2 separate regions of the Triticum aestivum genome follow, and region 2 is linked to region 1. Evidence: chromatin contacts called from public Hi-C data. All regions are on one chromosome and are shown on one strand. The core of a region is the stretch at or near the end of the contact, and the rest is flanking DNA. Distances in the headings are between cores, read along the strand shown. Region 1 holds the start of LOC123164782 (serine/threonine-protein phosphatase PP1). Region 2 holds the start of LOC123168866 (UPF0301 protein Plut_0637).

Region 1 (3,943 bases), core at 225-2,724:
TCGAAATGTTACAAGAAACTATGCCCACTTAACAAAACTACATTCAGCTCAGCTGCAAATACCCGAAATAAACGAACACAATCTGGATTTTGCAATTTGGTGCAAACAGATTATCTGCTCCAGCTTGGAATCTGTGGACTCCAGTACCATCCCCACTGCAGCAGCAGTTTCATAATCTGGAATGGATCCATGTGTGTGTGGCTGACAAGTATCACACTGCAACTGAGATTATGGGGTAAAACATGCATTCTGAGGCATTCATGTATGTTCCGTGCATGCTGGCTGAGGAAAAATGAATGAACAGGGTCTCACTCTCCCCTTTTAAAAACCCAGAATCCGTAGAAACAATTCATAGGACTCAAAACAAGTCAACTTGTCAAGATTAGATAAAGTGTGCTGCACTGCTGCTACAGAAAGTTTCATGGGCTTTCAAGTGAAGGGATACACGTTGCTCAACTGCCGTGTTTATTTTCTGTTGGGGAAAGCCATAGCTTAATCTGTTCACTTCTCTAATAGTATGAACAAGACAGTCGTTAAGTGCTAATATAGTAGTACTGTATTGGTAAAAGAAACATGTCGCCACGAAGAGCTTTAGCAGTTAGCACCGTTTTTTATATATAATAAAGAAATGAAGACCAGAAAGCGATTTGAGGTTTGACATTCAGAATCAAACTCCAGAAGCTCTGCCACGCTTCTCTCAAGACCGACGAATTCATCAGCAGGTCAACGAAAAACATGAGAGGAAGATGAATCGTACAGACAGCTCGCTCAGCCTCCCCGGAGAGAACATCTGTTCAATCCAAGATGCTATACTAGAACAGCGAACCCAATAGAACTTCCTTTCACCAGAAGGTAGCAGGAATTCCTATACCACCAAGCAAAACTAAAAGCAGCGGCTTCAGACCACGGGGACGCCTAAATTAACTTAGCAAAGAAGAGCCATCACGGGCAGGCCGAATTCGAAAGCATCCAGAGGCGCGGGTCGCCACGCACGAAGCAGCCGCACATGGCACGGCGCAAGGCGGCCTACGGCGGAGCGGAAAGCTATTGACGCACGCGGGGGGGGAACAGGTTAGGCAGGAAGGGGGGCGCCTTACCGCAGACTTTGATGGGGGCCTCGAGCTCGAGGAGGTTGGGCTGGCTGAGGAAGACGTCCTTGGCGGCGGCGCAGAGGCGGCGGATCTCCGCGTCGGAGAGCTGCGCGGGGCGCACCGTCCGCCCGCCGCGCGCCTCCAGGAGTCGCCGGATCACGTCGTCGAGCGCCGCCGCGTCCATGGCCCGGCGCCTCGGTGGTGGGTAGGGGAGAGTAAGCCCTGGTCGGGCGGCCGCGGGAAGCGGCGGGCGGGCGGGGCGGCGGCGGCGGGCGGCTGGATAAACCCTAGCCGTGCGTGCCTATTTGGTTCCGCCCGAGCCGACGGGTGGAGAGGGGAGGGAGGGAGGGAGGGGGCAACGGAAAGAAAACGCGTAGAGAGGCGAGAGCGGGGGGTGGGGTGGGGGTGGGTCGAGATATTATTGTTGCGTGGTTTGGAAACCGAAGCCGCGGAGGGCGGCAGTCAGGGCCGGGCGTGTCACTGACTTGGACTGGCTCTAGGGCTAGAGCCCGGTCGGCACGGCCTGTCCTCGTCATCTAGAGAGCTAGGAGTAACAAATTTTGAAATGTCCCTTCGATCTACTACTCCCTCCGTCCCATAATGTAGTGCCTATAAATTTTTTGAAAAGTCAAACCTCATAAACTTTGACCAAGTTTGTGGAGAAAAATATTTACATCTAAAGTGTGAAACATATATCACTAGATTCATCATAAGATGTAGTTTCACATTATATATTTTTGCTATTGTAGATATAAATATTTTTCTCTACAAACTTGATCAAAGTTTGCAAAGTTTGACTTCTCAGAAAATCTATAGGCACTACATTATGGAACGGAGGGAGTATTAAAGAAGGATCGAACGTCATGATGGTTCGGTTCGACCTCCTTCGATCCCACCTCCCGCATCCTTTGTACCGACAATTCTCATCCTCGCTCGAGGAAACAAACCAAAAATAAAAAATAAACACAACCCACGAACGCACGTCCCTTCGTGATTGAAGGACAAGTTCCTTGATTTTTTTCCAACTGAACCCACCTCCTTTTCTGCCTATCCCACCCACGCCGTAGCCCTCTCTCCGCACGCGCGCCGCTCATCCTAGACAGTCGCCACCGCCTCCATCGATTCTCGACCTCCCAAAGGACGCTTCCATCACGCCGGTCAAGGCCCTGCCGCAGGCCACGGTTGGGTGCCGCCATCCACTCATCTCCTCATACACGGCCCCTTCTCTCTCAGATCCAGGCTGGTCGCTAGTGTCGAGCCCCAACCGGAGCAGCCCCCACCTTCCTTTCCTCGTGCGCCGCGGCGCCGTTTCTCAGTGCCCTTCGCAAGGTACACGTCGTAGCCCAGGCCGCACGGGCTGAAAGCGTCCGCCGCCGAGCCAGGTCCAAGGATGGCACTCCGTCACACCGTGTGCCGCTGCATCGAGCCGGTGGCCACCATCGCCGCCCAGTCCATCCACCCGCGAGCCGCGAGATCCATCCTCCCAGTTCTGCATCCATCAGGCCCCCAACCACCAGGTATAGGCCACTGCTTTTATTATATTTCTCCTCTGCTTTGGTCCGAGATGTTGCTGCTGTGTTTACAACGTGAGAGAGCATAAAGGACTAAGAGAGTACAGGGGAGGTATGACCAGGCCCAATGTCATGGCAGTAGAGGCGGCGACAGATGTCGAGGAGGAGGAGAGGTATGTGCTCGGCGGCAACCAGATCACCGACGTTCCGAGCACAACCGGATCCATAACAGTCTCGCACTCTTTCTGGTGTGATAAACGTAACCTGCATATATTTTTCTGAAGATTCATTTTTTTGGCACTAATTGGAATTAACCAAAATAAATACCGATCATGACTGATTTGTCTGAATAATTAATTTGCTTTAGCTTATCTGTAAGCAGCGTTACTGGGAATGGTCGTCTGCTAAATAGTTCACTCTTGGTAAATGCATGCAAACTGAATTATGAATTAGTTTCCCTGCCAGCAGCGTCCCTAAAACGGCGGATCTTCTCTATACAAGTTCAATGGATTGCTTGGGACAAGATTTTGTTAGCCCAATATCAGTGGTTGCTATCAACCAGTAGAGTTAGTCATAGGCTTAGTGCGATCGAGAAGAGAATGCATTTTTTCTGCTACCAGTACCATGATTTCAATGACTTTTTAGTAGGCAGAGGTGAGATTCGTACACACCAGAGTTGTAATCCGGAAGTGGAGATGATTGGTTCAGCTTTTTATGCCATAAATTTGGCTACATGTAACTTTAAGATCTGTAGCCCCCATATCATAGTACTAATGATGTGTGTTGTGTTCTTCTGCCATGAGGTGATTGAAGATGGCTGTGACCAATTTCAGAGGTGCAAAGCCATTGAACATTGTTGGTACGAATTGGGCTTGGAAGATACTTGATTGAGCAACTCCTTTGTTCTTTGATTATAGGTATACTCCAATCTTTGGGGAAAGTACAAGAAGAATAACAATTATTAATGATAATTCTTCTCTAGGTGTTTTGGTGAGATAATAGAAACAAGCTTCGAGAAGGAGGAGATAGGCAATACCACTAATTGTCATGTCACTATATGCTCTCATATTGTAGATTACAAGGAGCCGTACAACCTACAGAAAGTGACGGATTATGAGATGGAGCAAATTAAAAGAAAAAATGTGTTGCCTTTGCCAAATGTGTGCAGCGCGCCACCGTGTGGATGTCCTCGGCATTGATTCAACAGCATGGACCTAGCAGCAATGTGGCGGTGGGCAATAATAACCTTTGGCCTTTGCGGTGAGTCACGGCAGCACTGTTTCACGACAAAATTAGTGGTACTGCATTTCTATTTTTCTGTGGCTGCTCATGGATCTATTG
Region 2 (3,437 bases), core at 674-3,173, 140 kb after region 1:
TAGGACAAACACCAGTCTTATAAAAACTCATAGCATGTCAGACACAATTTTTTATGATGTGCAAAAACTGTAACAATATAACCGTAACAGAGATCAGAGGTCGACACACAACAGTATTATTGAGTTTACTTAAATATGAAAAAGAATTTGCATCATTGCATCGATTACATTCTAAACCTCCCAAACATAAACTAGTATGCCCTTCACAACGCTTCATGGTGTATAGATGCTAAGCATGCCACCTGAGCGAAAAATGGCATGGCAAAACAATTAAGGAGGAGAGAGTTCCCGCAAAAAAAAATTAAAGAGGAGAGAGAGCATGTTGGTGACCCTAGAAAGATACAATGCGAAGCACGTGAACGTAGGCAAAACACTTAAATGTAGGAAGCTCGCCAATGGATGAAAGAGTTTAGTAGCTAAATCATTCAATGAAGGGAGCTTATTAGCTACATTAAGCATCTATGCATTGGGGAATTTAATTTCTAAACTCTTTAAATATGCTTAGCACAATACTTGTGCATTGGAAGAGGCCTTAAGACTAACCACAATGGAGAGTAACATACACTAATAACATACACATATCCCTAGACTATGTTACTACCTTCATAGTGGGTAATGACATAAGTGTGGTGTCATGCAAAGCTTCATTTATTAGGTTATAGACTCATATTGCATCGGGACATGTGATGTTACAGTAACTAGCTAAGTTACTCAAACTACCTCTCTCCTCATTAACTCATTGTCACATAAGCAAATTTGCTGAGTTGGACTCGATGTTACTGCTGAAATTACTCCCACTGTGGCTAGTCTAAGACTACTCATAGTGGGAAGTAACTTAGACTAGTAATGTGCATATGTTACTACCTCCATAGTGGGGAGTAACATATGTGTGGTGTCATGCAACACTTTATTTATTAGCTTGTAGACTCATCTTCTCTTGGTATGTGCGATGTTACTCATAATATGAGTAACTAGCTGTATTACTCAAATTATCTCTCTCCTCATTAAATCATTGTCACTTAAGCAAACCTTATGTTACTGTTGAAGTTACTTCCACTATGAGCAATCTTAATACACTATAACCAACCAGAGCCATTTACAAACCAGAATAAATGTCATCATATTGCTTCAATGCTTCATACCAAAAGTTGACTTGCATAATTGCACCACACGCCACTTTTGTTCTCTTCTTCCATAGCTCGACTGTGCTTAGTCTATCTAACAATTTTTTTCCCATGTTGTCATCTTTGCAACCAATCAAAACATTTGTCAATGTTTGGCGCAAAAAAACCTAGTTTATTCTTTATTTTATTGTACTGTTCACCTGAGCTCACATGAGCTTCAGATCAGAACAACACTTTCGCTTCTAGATCGCCATGTTCGTTGTAAAGAGCAAAAGCGGTTGCATTCAGTCTAAGGTATAAGGATATAATCCTTGCGAACATTATACCGCAATGAATGCTCACATTTTATGTTTTTCTTCTCGGTACCTAATTAAGTCAGGGTCGAATTGTGATACTGGTTTCATTAAAGATGACGCTTTCATTACTTAAAAGATTAAGAATTTCACCATCAAAGACACCATGTGCGCAGATCATCTTACTTGATCCTTTGTCGATCGTGCTGATAAATGCCAGCCATCCTTCGTTGTTGTGTTCATTCTCATATATTCTAACAATAATTATTATTATTAAAATGGTTCCTTTCAATAGTTTTAATAAATTCTCTTGGTCCAGAGCTGGGCAGCCACACACACACATCCCTTCCCTCCCCACGAGGCTCGGCGAAGACAATACTCCCACAGGTCGACTCGACGACTAGTCGATGCTGAGCTCAACCCCATGCACCACGCCCATCACGCAGCAAGTAGCTAGCCGCCCCGCTGCCGTCCTCTTCTTATCCCCAGCCCTCCCGCGCCGAGCCGTGGCCACAAACGGCGGCTGGACCACCCACACGTCGGCGTCGGCCACGCCGTGTCACTCCACTCCTCGCGTCGCCATTGGCCCAGGTCACCAGAGAAAGAGCACTGGCAAGAGCCAGCTATATCCGCTTCGGATCGGGGCCCTGGAAACCTGTGGAGCAGAAGCTCCGGCCATGGCCATCCCATTCTCCTATTTAGCCGCGATCTCCCCCGCATCCTGTCACTACCAGTGATCGGATCGCACAAAAAGCTTCGAAAAGCAAAAGCATGGCCCTCCCGTCGCCGGCCGGAATCGCCAAGCCCAGGCTCCACCTTCTCTTCAACCACAGGCGCGCCAGCTCGTCCTCCGTCACCTGTGAGTGGATCTCTCGCTAGCTCCGCCCGTGCGTGCAGTACGTCGAGTTCTTGCTCACTTTTGGTTTCCTCGCTTGCTTCCAGGCTGCAGCAACAACGGGCGGTCGTCGTCGTCTGAGCCCGAGGACTGGGCGGCGCCGTCAGGGGACGCCGTCGACTGGCGCTCGTTCAGGGCGCAGCTCGTCCTCAAGGAGCAGTACGCGAAGAGCGTCAACCCGGCCCTCAGGGCGTCGTGGGCGCCGGCGGCGAAGATCGCGGACAAGTGGGCGCACCCGCTGGTGGAGCCTGAGAAGGGGTGCCTCCTGATCGCGACGGGGAAGCTGGACGGGTCGCACATCTTCGAGCGCACCGTGATCCTCCTGCTGTCGGCCGGGGTGCTCGGCCCCGTCGGCGTGATCCTGAACCGGCCGTCGCTCATGTCCATCAAGGAGGCGCAGTCCCTCTTCGCGGAGGAGGCGGACATCGCCGGCACCTTCTCCGGCCGCCCGCTCTTCTTCGGCGGGCCGCTGGAGGAGTGCTTCTTCCTGCTTGGGCCGCGGGAGGGCGCCAGTGCCGCCGACGACGTGGTGGGCCGAACGGGGCTGTTCGAGGAGGTGATGCCGGGCGTGCACTACGGCACGCGGGAGAGCGTCGGGTGCGCGGCGGAGCTGGTCAAGCGCGGGGTCGCCGGCGTGCGGGACTTCCGCTTCTTCGACGGGTTCTGCGGGTGGGAGCGGGAGCAGCTGCGCGACGAGGTGCGCGCTGGGCTGTGGCGTGTCGCCGCCTGCAGCCCCGCCGTTCTCGGGCTCACCGGCATCGGGGGCGGGCTGTGGGAGGAGGTGCAGCAGCTCGTCGGAAAGAGGAGGGTGTGGTGACTAATTGATACTGCTGCAAGGCAGCATATACTACTACTACTTGCTAGGTAGAAATTGTACATTATATTTGTTGTGAAAAATGCTTCACAATATAATTAATTTCCCTATAATTTTATACTTACATTACGTGTTCATATACTGAGATTAAAGCTCGAACTTTCTCCTCAGAAGTGTAAATTACTCCACGTACTCCCTCCGTTTTAAGATAAGTGTACTTAGTACTATTTTATACTAAAGTTGTACTAGGTCAGCGGCACTTATTTTAAAAAGAAGAGAGTATTTCATAATATACTGCATACAATCTTGTC

Evidence for each region. Hi-C and Micro-C count contacts between places; a contact is called where the count stands out from the background.
Region 2: a Hi-C map of leaf shows a contact between it and region 1, with 3 times the contacts expected there. The contact joins the promoter of LOC123168866 here to the promoter of LOC123164782 in region 1. A contact is called at or near these places in 2 of 5 Hi-C or Micro-C datasets (both in leaf).

The regions. Positions count from the first base shown.
Region 1 is chr7D:79,749,303-79,753,245 of IWGSC CS RefSeq v2.1, forward strand. It overlaps LOC123164782 (serine/threonine-protein phosphatase PP1), which reads right to left and starts at 1,475. Exons shown (of 3, transcript XM_044582352.1): 1 at 1,098-1,475. The coding sequence starts at 1,275.
Region 2 is chr7D:79,886,195-79,889,631 of IWGSC CS RefSeq v2.1, forward strand. It overlaps LOC123168866 (UPF0301 protein Plut_0637), which reads left to right and starts at 1,924. Exons shown (of 2, transcript XM_044586728.1): 1 at 1,924-2,276; 2 at 2,360-3,418. The coding sequence starts at 2,189. The coding sequence ends at 3,129.